3 separate regions of the Sus scrofa genome follow, and regions 1 and 3 are each linked to region 2. Evidence: chromatin contacts called from public Hi-C and HiChIP or PLAC-seq data. All regions are on one chromosome and are shown on one strand. The core of a region is the stretch at or near the end of the contact, and the rest is flanking DNA. Distances in the headings are between cores, read along the strand shown.

Region 1 (3,691 bases), core at 248-2,747, 100 kb after region 2:
TAGCCAGCGAGAAATTTTGCCCAGCAAATCCGCCAGCAGCAGTGGCGGGAACCCTCGGGAACCCTCAACGGCACCGAGCCTGACGCCGGCCTCGTGTGCATCAGGCCCCGCGGCCCTGGCGTGGAGCGCGCTGATTGGCTGTCGGCGGGTCGCGGGGCGGGGCGCGGCGGCACGTTGCCACAGCGTCTCGGGCCTACTCGGTCTCCCGCCCCTCCCCCGCTAGGCCTGACCAGCTTGGGCGCGCACCCGGTGCTACAGTGTCTGGGTCCCACCTGAGTACAGGTCCTCCCTACCCGGTCCCCCTCAGGTCTCTCAGGCCTTCTGGTCTCCGCTGACCATTCCGGGAGTGGAGGCGTCAGTCGCCCCAGCAACTCCTCCCATGGGCTGCTGGGTGGAGTACCGCTCGAGTGAGCACTGAAGACTCAGCCTAGTCAAGTTTCGGCGGGAAAACTGTTTCTCTAGCCTGGACCCCATCTGGTGCACGGGGCCTAGCCACCCACCGCCTCCCCAAACCTCCTGGCCGTTTCTGAGGTCCCTCAGCCCGTCCACACCTGTCCAGGTCCTTTGGCCACACCCTGCCAACCCCAGGACACAACCCCACAGGCCTACAGGCGGGTTGCTCTTGGTGGAAGTCGATGGGGCTCCCTGTTCACGTTTCTTCCCGATGAACTAGTGGGCTGTAGACTTGCTCTTCCAGCCCCTCACGGACGGAGTCCACGTTGCTTTTTCTCCCCCGCACCCTGGGGCACAGCACCCTAGGCCCTGATCACTGTACTCACCGACCCCGACTCGGTCTCCATCTTTTTCTCCGCTCTTCAAAAGCCGGGTGAGAGGAACAAAACCGTAAAGTTTGAAAGCACCTTCACACCCAGAAGCAGCCCCCCGTTTCCCGACGGAGACTCTCTCCCCCTGGCGGCGACGGCGGCGGTGGCAGCTGCAGCGACTCAGGCTCGGACCCAGGGCCTGAACCTGCCACCCGGGGTGGGGGGGCGGGGGTGGTTGGGGTCGGGCGGGGGGTGGGGGCGGGAGGCAGGCGACCTCGCCTTGGGCGGCGGACAGCGGTGCGGGCGGGCGCAGTAAGCCGGGGAGGGGTGCGGGCGGGTGAGTTTCGGCTGTGGCTGGTGCTCGCTGAGCTGGGCCGTCTCAGCTGCAGAGCGTGCGGCACGTCGGGACGGGAGTGGGGTGTGCGGACCGAGAGCTCGGTTCTGGAGCCACGCTTGCCTGCTTTCGGACGGCTGGGGAGGAGAAAGCGAACGGTTATGCAAAGCTCCATGCACCGAACGCCTTTCCCTCTCCTCTCCTTTGGAGGAAAGTTGGCGTCTGGGACTGGTGAGAGAGGCGGAGGTGACCTCAGGCTTTACTAAAGTGCGAGAAGCCGGCTGAGGGGCGATTTCGGAAGAAGGCTGGTGAGGGGCGAGGAGGCCAGTTTGCCGAGTCAAAGTCTGACCCCCTGGGCCTGACGCGCCAAACTCGGGGGCTCCGGAGAAGCCGCGGACGCCGCTCTGCACCTGTTGTCGCCGTCACTCATCCTCGCTGAGCGGGCGGGGCTGCGCGGGCGGCTTGGCCGAGACTCGCTGCCGCAGCCGTGTCCAGGCTCCGGCGCCCGCCCCAGGCCCGCGCCGGCTGAGCACCGCGGGACCTCCGCTCAGCCTCTGGAGCCGGCCGGTGAGGGAGCCACCCGCGCGCCCGAGGGGTGAGGACTGTGCCACTTGGCTGGAGTGGCTCTAGCCGCCCTGGGATTTCCTTTGAAATAAGACTGTTTTGTAAAAATTATTTCTAAAAGCTAGCTGCCTCTTATATACCTATATCGCCAGTATAGTATATATATATATGTATATATATATATATATATGTAACCCGTATAACCAAGTTCTAAGAGAAACTAGATAAACTTCTGTAACGATGATGATTATAGCTTATCAAGGGCTCGCTTTGTGCCAGCCGCAGTGCTTTACAATCAGTATCATTTAATCATTTTATTTTCACAGAAACCCTTCCAATAGATACTCCTGTATTCATCATGTTACAGGTGAGCAAATGGAGATTTGGAGGTTAAGTAATTTGATCAAGGTCTAAAGCTATAGATTTAACCGGGGTCTTTCTGACAGCAGGTCATGATGTTAACCATTTTGACATAAAATTTTAAAGAATTAGGAGCAACACCTGTCAAAAATTACATCAGTAATAACTTTTGTATTCTCTATTATAAAAGTTTGACTTTGGGTTATTTTACTTTTAGGATATAGAGTTAAATTTGTTATGTATTTAATTTTTACTCTGTTCAAACATTAGCTCTTCATATTATTTGCCAAAAATGGGAAATATTTTTTTTTTCACTGAATGGAGGTCAGTTAAAGCATCCTAAAAGTCTTTATATGTTTGTGCATACAATTTAAGCTTATTTTCTCAGTATCTGTGGGAAACGGAGACTACAAACCTATTAAAAGTAAAATTCATATTCCAGAGGAGAATAACTTTGCTGTTCAGTGCCATTAGACATTATCTTCTTTGGGCATTTTTTTTTTATAGCAGTAATGATGGATTTAGGTAGATATTACTACAGTCTCTTTTGCCCAATCTTTTTTGCCTGAAAACACTTATTTTTGAAGACTGTATTCACCATAGTAGGTGTTCAGTCTGTGACACGCAAGTTGATCAACAACTGAGGGAAGGAACACTAATTCAAGGTGTTAGGATGATACACTGTATTTGCAGTTTGATAATTTTCTTTTCTGCTTTTAACTCTTAATCCTTAAAGCAATTTAAAAAAATTTTAAAATTTAGATACATCATGTAAGATTAGTACTTAGTACATGGTTATAGAGTTCCTATTTTGTCCAATACATCATACTGTGAGACATAAAAAGATGCACAAGATCAAACCTCTGTCCTTGTTTTCAATTTAGAAGGGGAGAAGAGACTATTTTTTTTTTTTTTGGGTCTTTTTTGCCATTTCTTGGGCTGCTTCTGTGGCATATGGAGGTTCCCAGGCTAGGGGTCAGATCGAAGCTATAGCCTCTGGCCTATGCCAGAGCCACAGTAACTTGGGATCCAAGCCAAGTCTGCAACCTACACCACAGCTCACGGCAATGCTGGATTTTTAACCCACTGAGTGAGGCCAGGGATCGAACCCACAACCTCATGGTTCCTAGCTGGATTAACTTCTGCTGTGCCATGATGGGAACTTATCATAGTTTTGATTTGCATTTCTCTAATAGTTAGCAATGTTGAGCATGTTGTACCTCTTGGCTGCTTGTATATTTTCTCTGGAGAAATGTCTGTTTAGGTCTTCGGATCATTTTTTGATTGGGTTTTTATTTTTTTTGTTGTTGAGTGTATGAGCTGTTTGTATATTTTGGAAATTAAGCCCTTGTTGGTCACATCATTTGAGTGTGTTTTCTTCCAGTACATAGGTAGTCTTTTTTGTTATTGAGGTTTGTTTATGGTTTCCGTTGTAGTACAAAAGTTTTACATTTAATTTGTTTCTTTTTAATTTTATTTCTTTTGCCTTGGGAGACATTGGTATGATTTATATCAAAGAATGTTTTACCAATGTTCTCTTCTAGGAGTATGGTGTCATGTCTTATATATATATCTCATGTCTTAGATATTGTATCATGTCTTAGAAATGTAAGTCTTTAAGCCATTTTGTGTTTGTTTTATTTTATTTATTACTCAATGAATTTATTAC
Region 2 (4,036 bases), core at 1,447-3,946:
GTGAAGACGGCTGGCATGTTTTAACCCCGTGGACTCATTTCTCTACACACTGGAGGAGTAGGTGGGAGTCAGAGACAAAGAGGAAGTTGGTTTGTGAAGCTGGGCGGACAGAGTCTTGGCTTTTGAGGCAAAGGCAAAAACAAAAACAAAACAAAAAACATGTGGAAGAATTGGAGAGAAAAAAGGGGCACCAGGAGACTTGGCGCCAGGACCAAATAGAATCCAGGTGCAACTTTAAAATGTGTGCCTGCTTTCTGTGTTCACATTTGCAAGCTATGCCCATATTTATACTTTATAGTGTAATATTCTAGCTCCTAGAATGGAAGGTTGAAATTTCACTCCTTTCACAGACAGAAGGGCTTCTGATAATAACAAAACTGAAATGACTTCAAGGATTGCTGATTCAAAAATGGCTGCATTTATACAAATTTGAGATTGCTAATACTGTTTGGAGGAAATAAATTTAAAAAAAATCAAATTACTTTAAAACCTATAGGGACGGTGAGTAAATGAGAGCAAAATGGCTCTGGCATAAACTTTATGAACAGACAAGGTTTTGAGGGAAAGGAAAGTATGTTTGTGTCCTGTGGATTTATAGAAACTTGTCCTAAAAAATAATTTACAAGGATCAATGGAGAAAACATAGCACCATATCACAAATATTTTCTCAAATGATGGTTTTTGAAAAAGTATAAAAAATTCATTTGAGTGGCTGCTTCTCTGATCATCACCATTATCTTAATCTACTTTTAAATTTCATAATTAAAAAGAAAATTAGGAATATTTATATTTTTCCCATTTGTAGACTTAGCCTTAGAAAAAAATGGAAATGTGAATGTTTTAAAAGTATATGTACAGACTGTGTATGTCTCTGGAAGGAAGTTTCCTTGCTGGCTAGCTCAGTTTTTGACAAAGAAAAATGGGCTGCTCTTGCACAAAGATGCACTGTTCATAGAGCAACCAAAAAATAGAGAATTTGTGTTTAAGTTGAAAAGAAATTAACATAATATCCAGTATGATAATTTACTTAGTATAAGCCTTCTATTAACTGATAAAATTTGTGGCTTATTAGAATTAAAAGTATAACTTCGTAATAAGAGCTTAAGATACTGACATCTGGAAATTCTAACAGCAAGCAAGACACTCGAAATTTCATTCTTAGTATCCTGTAATTAAAGACATAGTTCTGCTCTTTTAAAAAAATGCAGTTTTATCATTGTGGTTGTACAGAACTCTGAAGTTTCCCAAAGAAGTGAGGCAAAGTATTTGTGAAGTAGAGCTGCCTCTGTTCCTTGCACAGGGCTGCCATCTGGGCTTGTTTATTTGTGTTTCCAACTTTCTGGAACAGGGAGTTTCTCTGTTAGGCACCAAGCAAAGGAAGTGTCTTACAGAAGACTATTTTTTCCCCCCTTTTTTCTTTTTTACTGTATTTTCAAACTTCAAGTTTAGTTTGGTCAAAAATATCAAGTGACTAGCACAATCAGAACATTTAACCATAGCTGGAAACCTCGGAATTGTCTTAGCAAACACTCGTCTACATGATGCAAGTAATATTTCTTGTATGCTACCTTCTTGTGCCTTGCAGATCTTTTTTCAAAACACAGACTGTCATTAAGGGTATAGCTGTTTGGCTTGGAAATCAAATCTTTTTCATATATCCTTCTACAAATAAGCACTTGATTTAAAAATGAAAGACATATTTCCAAGAACTTTTTCTAATTTTATAAAGTACATAAGAACCAAATTTACAAAAAAACAAAGCAAACAAAACAAAAATCTTTCAGAGTGGAAGAAACAAAGCATTACTGTTAGATTGACTGTACAATCTGATTATGAAGGGCAGTTTAAAAATTCACGAACCAATACTTAAAAAAACCAGTAGTCCCTTATCTTTGAAATCTTTCATTAAACAAATAAAAAGAAGCAAAAAGTACCTTGTAAAGTAAAATCCAGCAATACATATTCGTAAGCAAATTCTGCCTTTGTTTCCACTTGCGGTCTCTTCAGGGTAGAAAATATTTTTCCAGGGCTGCTATCATCAGGGTCTTCTAGCTTTCTAAGTCCGCACCCCATGGCAAAATCTGTAAGGAATTAAATTGCAGGATAGGGGAGGGAGAGCAGCAAATTCTGTTGTTTAAGCTGCAAAAAGAAAGTTACAGACTTAACTGCTTTGATTTTTTCAGCTAAATCATAGATATTCAAAAAGAAAACATTTGAGTCCAAAGAAAGGAGCAGAAGACTTCTATCCATTTTTCTGTAAAGTCGTTGAACCCATGATGATTAAGCTACAGCTCCGGGAGGCTGGGCTTGCTCTTAGGAGAAACATGCAAGCTGCTACAACTTAGCGAAGAATTTCCATGCCACGTCAATTTACAGCCAGCCCCCTACCAGAGTTCTGTCGCTCAGGGCACCAACAGTGCTTTGTCTATCCCAGTTGGCTGGATGATAAAGGAGGTGTCCAAAAACGGAAATAAAAAGACAAAAGTGCAAATTAGATGGAATTATCTACAAGTAGAGGATATATTCAGACATAGTGGCATGCAATTCTTTTTCTGTTTTCTCTTTTCCCTTTTTCCTGTGCCCACCCCTCCTTCTTCCTAGTTACTACCAAGCAAGAAGGGAGAGAGAGAGACAGACAGACAGAGAGAGAGACAGAGGGAGACACAGACAGAGAGAGAGAGAGAGAGAGGGGTTGGGGGGGGGGGAGAGAGAGAGAAATAGAGGGAGAGAGAAATGGATTCTCAACATGGTTGGAAACAAAAATCATTTCCAGAAAGGAAGTCAGCTTTATGAGAAAACTGTTTCTGGAGTCTAAAAGGAGACACGTTAAAGTTAAAAAAAACAACAACCCACTTTTAGTTTTTAGATAGCTCTCTTCAGGATTTCTTTCCACATGAAGTTTCGTTTTTGCTGGAAAAATCATATGCTAGTTAAAACTGCCACATATAAAAGTTTGTATGAAATATTATAATAAAAGACTTCATTTAATCACAAAGGAGAGAGAGAGTAATGTGGGGTAATTAGTTTCCCTAAACTTCTTTAAGTTTAAAATACTATTAGAAGGTTTATGATAATAACTAATAAACACTTCCACAAGTCCCAGAGCATCCTTAATTAAAAGAAAACAACAACAAAAGTGACAATTTGATTCATTCAGTCTTAGAAATTGCCATTTACCTGAAGTCAAGAACAATTTATAATTGTAATGGGTATTTACTGCAATGGGTACTTTACTATTTACAGGTCAGGTAGAATGGTGCACTCATCAAAACTGGGAGCCCTGGAATCAGACTTCCTGGATTCAAATCCTGCCTCTAGTGCCAACTAGAGACGTGATATTGGGCAAGTTACTGGACCTCTTCAAGTTTCAGTTTCCTCCCCTATAAAATGGAGCTAATAATAGTACTTACTTCATAAGCGTGTTATGAAGGTCGAATGAGATAATCTTATCTCATATCTTAACAGTACGCCTGGTGAATACCATTAATTTGTTAATGTGCTAACATTATAAAACAGAGTTGAGAGTAGTAATAAAAAGGAAATGGTTCTGCCACCATTCCTGTTATTCACAAAATAAACCTTGATCACATTTCAGATTTTTAAACACAAGCCTGAAGAGATATTTTGGTTATATAGACGAGGTCACATGAGAACTCTCAAAGGGGGGTAGATTATTTAGTCTGTAGATTGATGTGACCGCTTGTCCCTTCCTTCTGCTTACTCGTCTCGAAATAGTTTACTTTTTAGAAATATTTTTAACAGAGGAAAATTTCATAGTCTCAAGGATGAGTGTGGTTGGTGGTAAGGAATTTTTGGGTAAATTTGGCTAAAAAGACAGCAGACGCTAACCTCGTGTGACTCATTTGACTATTCCTAGTGCTTTCATGGCTGTCATTTTTCATGTCCTCTTTTGTAAGATGGGCTGTGAGCTCCTGGATGGCAGTAGTAGAATATCTGAAGTTCACTTGTCCCTGTTGCCGTGCCTGGGAGATTATTTATTAAGTACTCATTATACTTAATAACTGCCTGCTATATT
Region 3 (3,953 bases), core at 78-2,577, 110 kb before region 2:
GAAGTCACTGACAGTTATTCAGCTTTGCACTCACTCATTTTAACCAACCTTGCTTCTCCTTATTTCCATCTTTGGAGGCTGTCTGTTACAAAGCTCTGCTCTCAGCATTTTCCATACATCTTTAGGCTTACCTGATAACTGATGTTTTCTCTCTTGGAAATCACCCTGCTATATGTACTGTTCACCCTTTTAACTGTCTTTCCACCTGGTAACCTAAGGCCTCCCTCAGTCCAGATCAAAGATTTAAGGTTTCTAAGCAGGAACAGAAAAAAAGTTTGCTACTACTGCTGTGATTTCATGACTTTAGAGAACATGTTAAACTTGCAACAGAGGAAATGTGAAATCCTGTAAGATGTAAAACTACCACCATCCATCAAGGGGCATTCATTTTCTCCTCCTGCTTCTTTTTTTGTCTTTTTGCCTTTTCTAGGGCTGTTCCCGCGGTATATGGAGGTTCCCAGGCTAGGGGTCGAATGGAAGCTGTAGCCACCGGCCTACGCCAGAGCCACAGGAACGCGGGATCTGAGCCGCGTCTGCAACCTACACCACAGCTCACCGCAACGCCGGATCCTTAACCCACTAAGCACGGCCAGGGATCGAACCCTCAACCTCGTGGTTCCTAGTCAGATTCGTTAACCACTGAGCCACGACGGGAACTCCTCCTCCTGCTTCTGACTTGCAAAAAATACAAGCTAAATTTGTCTATTTAATGCACAGTACCAGATGTCCACTCTATTTCAGATAAATTAGCGGGTAGCGGAAATATCATTTTACATTCCCAACCCCAGTCTGATTTGAGATTGGATCGATTTCATGCAGGGTCTGTGGAATTTTCCCAGACTGCTGGCCCTGTTTCCCACTTTGCATGTCTAAGGTGATTTCGGGACAGAATTAACACTTCCCTAGGCATTTGCTTGCACAAGGGTTTACTGAAACGGTCGCCATTGCGCAAGCTCTAATTCTTCCAGTATAACTTAAGCCTAAACAGATACACCAACGCGTTTTGCCGATCTTGCACATTACCCTGGCTGCCCTCTAAGCCCACCTGCGTATTCCCACGGGCCTCTCTCGGCACCCCCGCCCCACCGCCGGTCTCTTGCCTAACCTTCCCGCCCGCTAGCCAAGGACTGTTCCTTCTCTCGCCTTCCCCTCCCTTCGCCAACCGGCCCTTTCCGAGACTCCTCCCAGGCTTCCCGCCCTGCCCCGCGCGGGCTAGGGCTGTGCCGTCAGCAGCCACCCCTCCCCGGCGCCCGGACGCAGAGCGCTGCTCCGCCCCGCCCCCCGCGCAGGCAGCCGTCCTCTACATCCGGGTACCGACACTTGCCGCCCAGACTCTGGCACTATGGTCATGGCGGAGGGGACGGCTGTGCTGAGGCGGAACAGGCCAGGCACCAAGGCTCAGGTACTATGTCTACACTTTTGCTGGAGTTGGGGGCTTTTGGTGCTCAGCCGCGGCGCACGTAGAGGGTGGACTCCCCTGAGAGGAGGTTGGGCCCGGGCGTCGGGCGGGCGGGGGCACTAGCGCCCGGCCTCTTCTTCCGGAGCCTCAGCCCCTTGGTCTAACTGAGGCGGCGGCGGCCCGCGAGGCCTGTGGAGCTCGGACTTGAGGATGGGCGTGCGGGGCGCGTGAGGCCACCGAGGCCTGGAGCTGGAAGTCTGTCCACAGCGACTGCTTGTTCGCTTGTTCTCGCCTCTTCTCTGATCCCCAGCTGACCAGCGTCTCAGGGGTGCGGCCGGCCAGGTGGAGACCCCGGCGTTTCCGTGAGGGTCGGGGCTGCCACAGCCTACTTCGTTCTGGTTTCCAGGTCCTACCTGGCTTCTGACGTGCCGGACTTGCCGTCCAGCTTGACTAGCCGGATTTGGGAGTTGATAATTTGCTTTATCCTCCTTTTCTTGCTGTTTGTCTTTGACTACTTCTCGCTGTAACTGTTCTCTGGTCCAGCAAGTTTTCATCATCAGGTTGTGACTTGTTAGATGTCATTCCTTGTGAATTTCCTTGTTATTATGTGTGACGAATAGGGAATGAACAGATAATTTATCAACTTTTTTATAGGGCGGTACTTGGGGTGAGTTGGTGCTTGTTTAGATATTGATTCTCGGTGTTTGCAAAAGACGGGGACGCCTCACATTGTTTAAAAAAAATAATAAAGTAGGCATTTAAACTTCATCTGATTAATTTGCCAAGCAAAATGGCTTGCTATTGAGTAGATGCTCCGATATCAGAAGAGATGTGTTAAAATGTTAATGTGTTAAGAGATGTGTTAAAATGTAAGATGTGTTAATTTTAAAGAAGACAAGTGGGTGGGAAAAAAACAAGCAACAGTGGAGCTATGACCATATGCCAGAGAATAGATTTTAATATCTTGTACAGAAAGATATTAAGGGAAATATCTTTGAAAGGGAGTCCTTTCAAAGGAAACTTTTACATTCAGATACCTTCCCAGATCCGTGTTGTAAATAAGGAAACTGAACTCAGATGTTAGATTGCATTTGCTGAGAGTTACACAGTCTCCAGATTCTTAGTTCACTAGTTTTCTCTTTAACAAGTTGCTTTTAGTACTGAATTGTAGAGAGTTTAGTTTGAAAGTCTTTTTTTTTTTTTTTTAGTGGAGTCATATGTCAATTACTTCTGTTGGCAATTTTATGGTTATACCACTCGGAATTTATATTATTTATGCTTTGCTGTTTCCAAAGTTTCTTTCGTTATAAATGATCTTTTTCTTATATACCTTTACTTCTTATTCTGTGGGAGCATTGTTTGTGATACTTTTAAGTGATCAACTCTAGATTTCTATTTATATTCATAAGTAGACTTTTGTACTCACAATCTGAGAATCATCCATTTTTACGTATTCAAAAGTTCTTAATTTTGAAAGGTTAGTTAAAATCATATACTTTAACTCATTATTTTAACACTCATTTGCTATGTTGTTCTGAGTAAGTATGTTGTTATAAGAAAGCACCTTTACTTTTACCACATTGTCATAGATCAAAAGTGTTAAATAAAATGTAACAGAAAAGGTTAGGATTTTTTTAAAGGGCTGCTTAAGCAGCATTTTATCCTATCCCTTGTCTCTCACAGTGATTTCTTTCAGTGAAATAACGTCTAGTCAAAAATGATTTATTTAGAACAATAATAGAATAGATAGAGTATCTTCCTATTTTTTTTTAATTGGTTAGATTGGGATATAGGCACATAATTGGTTTTCTTTTCTTTCTTATTTATTTATTTATTTGTTTATTCCGCTGTACAGCATGGGGACCAAGTTACACATACATGTATACATACTTTTTCTTCCCATTGTTGTGTTGCAGTGTAAGTATCTAGACATAGTTCTCAATGCTATTCAGCAGAATCTCATTGTAAATCCATTCCAAGAGCAATAGTTTGCATCCACTAACCCCGAGCTCCCGATCCCTCCCACTCCCTCCCTCTGCCCCCTGGGCAGCCGCAAGTCTATTCTCCAAGTCTATGATTTTCTTTTCTGTGGAAATGTTCATTTGTGCTGTATATTAGATTCCAGTTATAAGTGATATATGGTATTTGTCTTTTTCTTTCTGACTTATTTCACTCAGTATGAGATTCTCTAGTTCCATCCATGTTGCTGCATATGGCATTATGTCGTTCTTTTTTATGACTGAGTAGTATTCCATCATATATATATATATATATATATATATATATATATATACACACTCATAAGTAGACTTTTGATATATATATATACACACACAGCATCTTCCTAATCCAACCATCTGTCAATGGACATTTGGGTTGTTTCCATGTCTTGGCTATTGTGAATAGTGCTGCAGTGAACATGTGGGTGCATGTGTCTTTTTTACATAATTGGTTTTCAATAAATGTTTAACTGAATTAAATAAGAACTCCATTAAGCTGGATTTTTGGTTTCTATTGTAAATTTTGAAAGTATATATATATATATATCACAGTT

What was found. A called contact is a pair of places that touch in the nucleus more often than the background predicts. HiChIP or PLAC-seq counts read pairs in DNA pulled down with a chosen protein or histone mark.
Region 1: an H3K27ac HiChIP or PLAC-seq map of skeletal muscle shows a contact between it and region 2. The contact joins the promoter of BOLL here to the promoter of RFTN2 in region 2. A contact is called at or near these places in 10 of 47 Hi-C or Micro-C datasets (brain, embryonic fibroblasts, fetal heart ventricle and 5 more) and 1 of 2 datasets of contacts at active chromatin or transcription factors (skeletal muscle).
Region 3: a contact with region 2 is called in a Hi-C map of skeletal muscle, with 6 times the contacts expected there. The contact joins the promoter of MOBKL3 here to the promoter of RFTN2 in region 2. A contact is called at or near these places in 1 of 5 promoter capture datasets (fetal liver), 6 of 47 Hi-C or Micro-C datasets (alveolar macrophages, brain, embryonic fibroblasts and 3 more) and 2 of 2 datasets of contacts at active chromatin or transcription factors (alveolar macrophages and skeletal muscle).

The regions. Positions count from the first base shown.
Region 1 is chr15:101,600,735-101,604,425 of Sscrofa11.1, forward strand. It overlaps BOLL (protein boule-like), which reads right to left and starts at 1,498. Exons shown (of 11, transcript XM_021075731.1): 1 at 780-1,498. The coding sequence starts at 800. It also overlaps a transcript of PLCL1 not described here.
Region 2 is chr15:101,498,230-101,502,265 of Sscrofa11.1, forward strand. RFTN2 (raftlin-2) reads right to left here and starts at 2,697. Exons shown (of 9, transcript XM_021075725.1): 1 at 1,935-2,697. The coding sequence starts at 2,073.
Region 3 is chr15:101,389,586-101,393,538 of Sscrofa11.1, forward strand. MOBKL3 (MOB family member 4, phocein) reads left to right here and starts at 1,328. Exons shown (of 8, transcript NM_001032379.1): 1 at 1,328-1,402. The coding sequence starts at 1,343.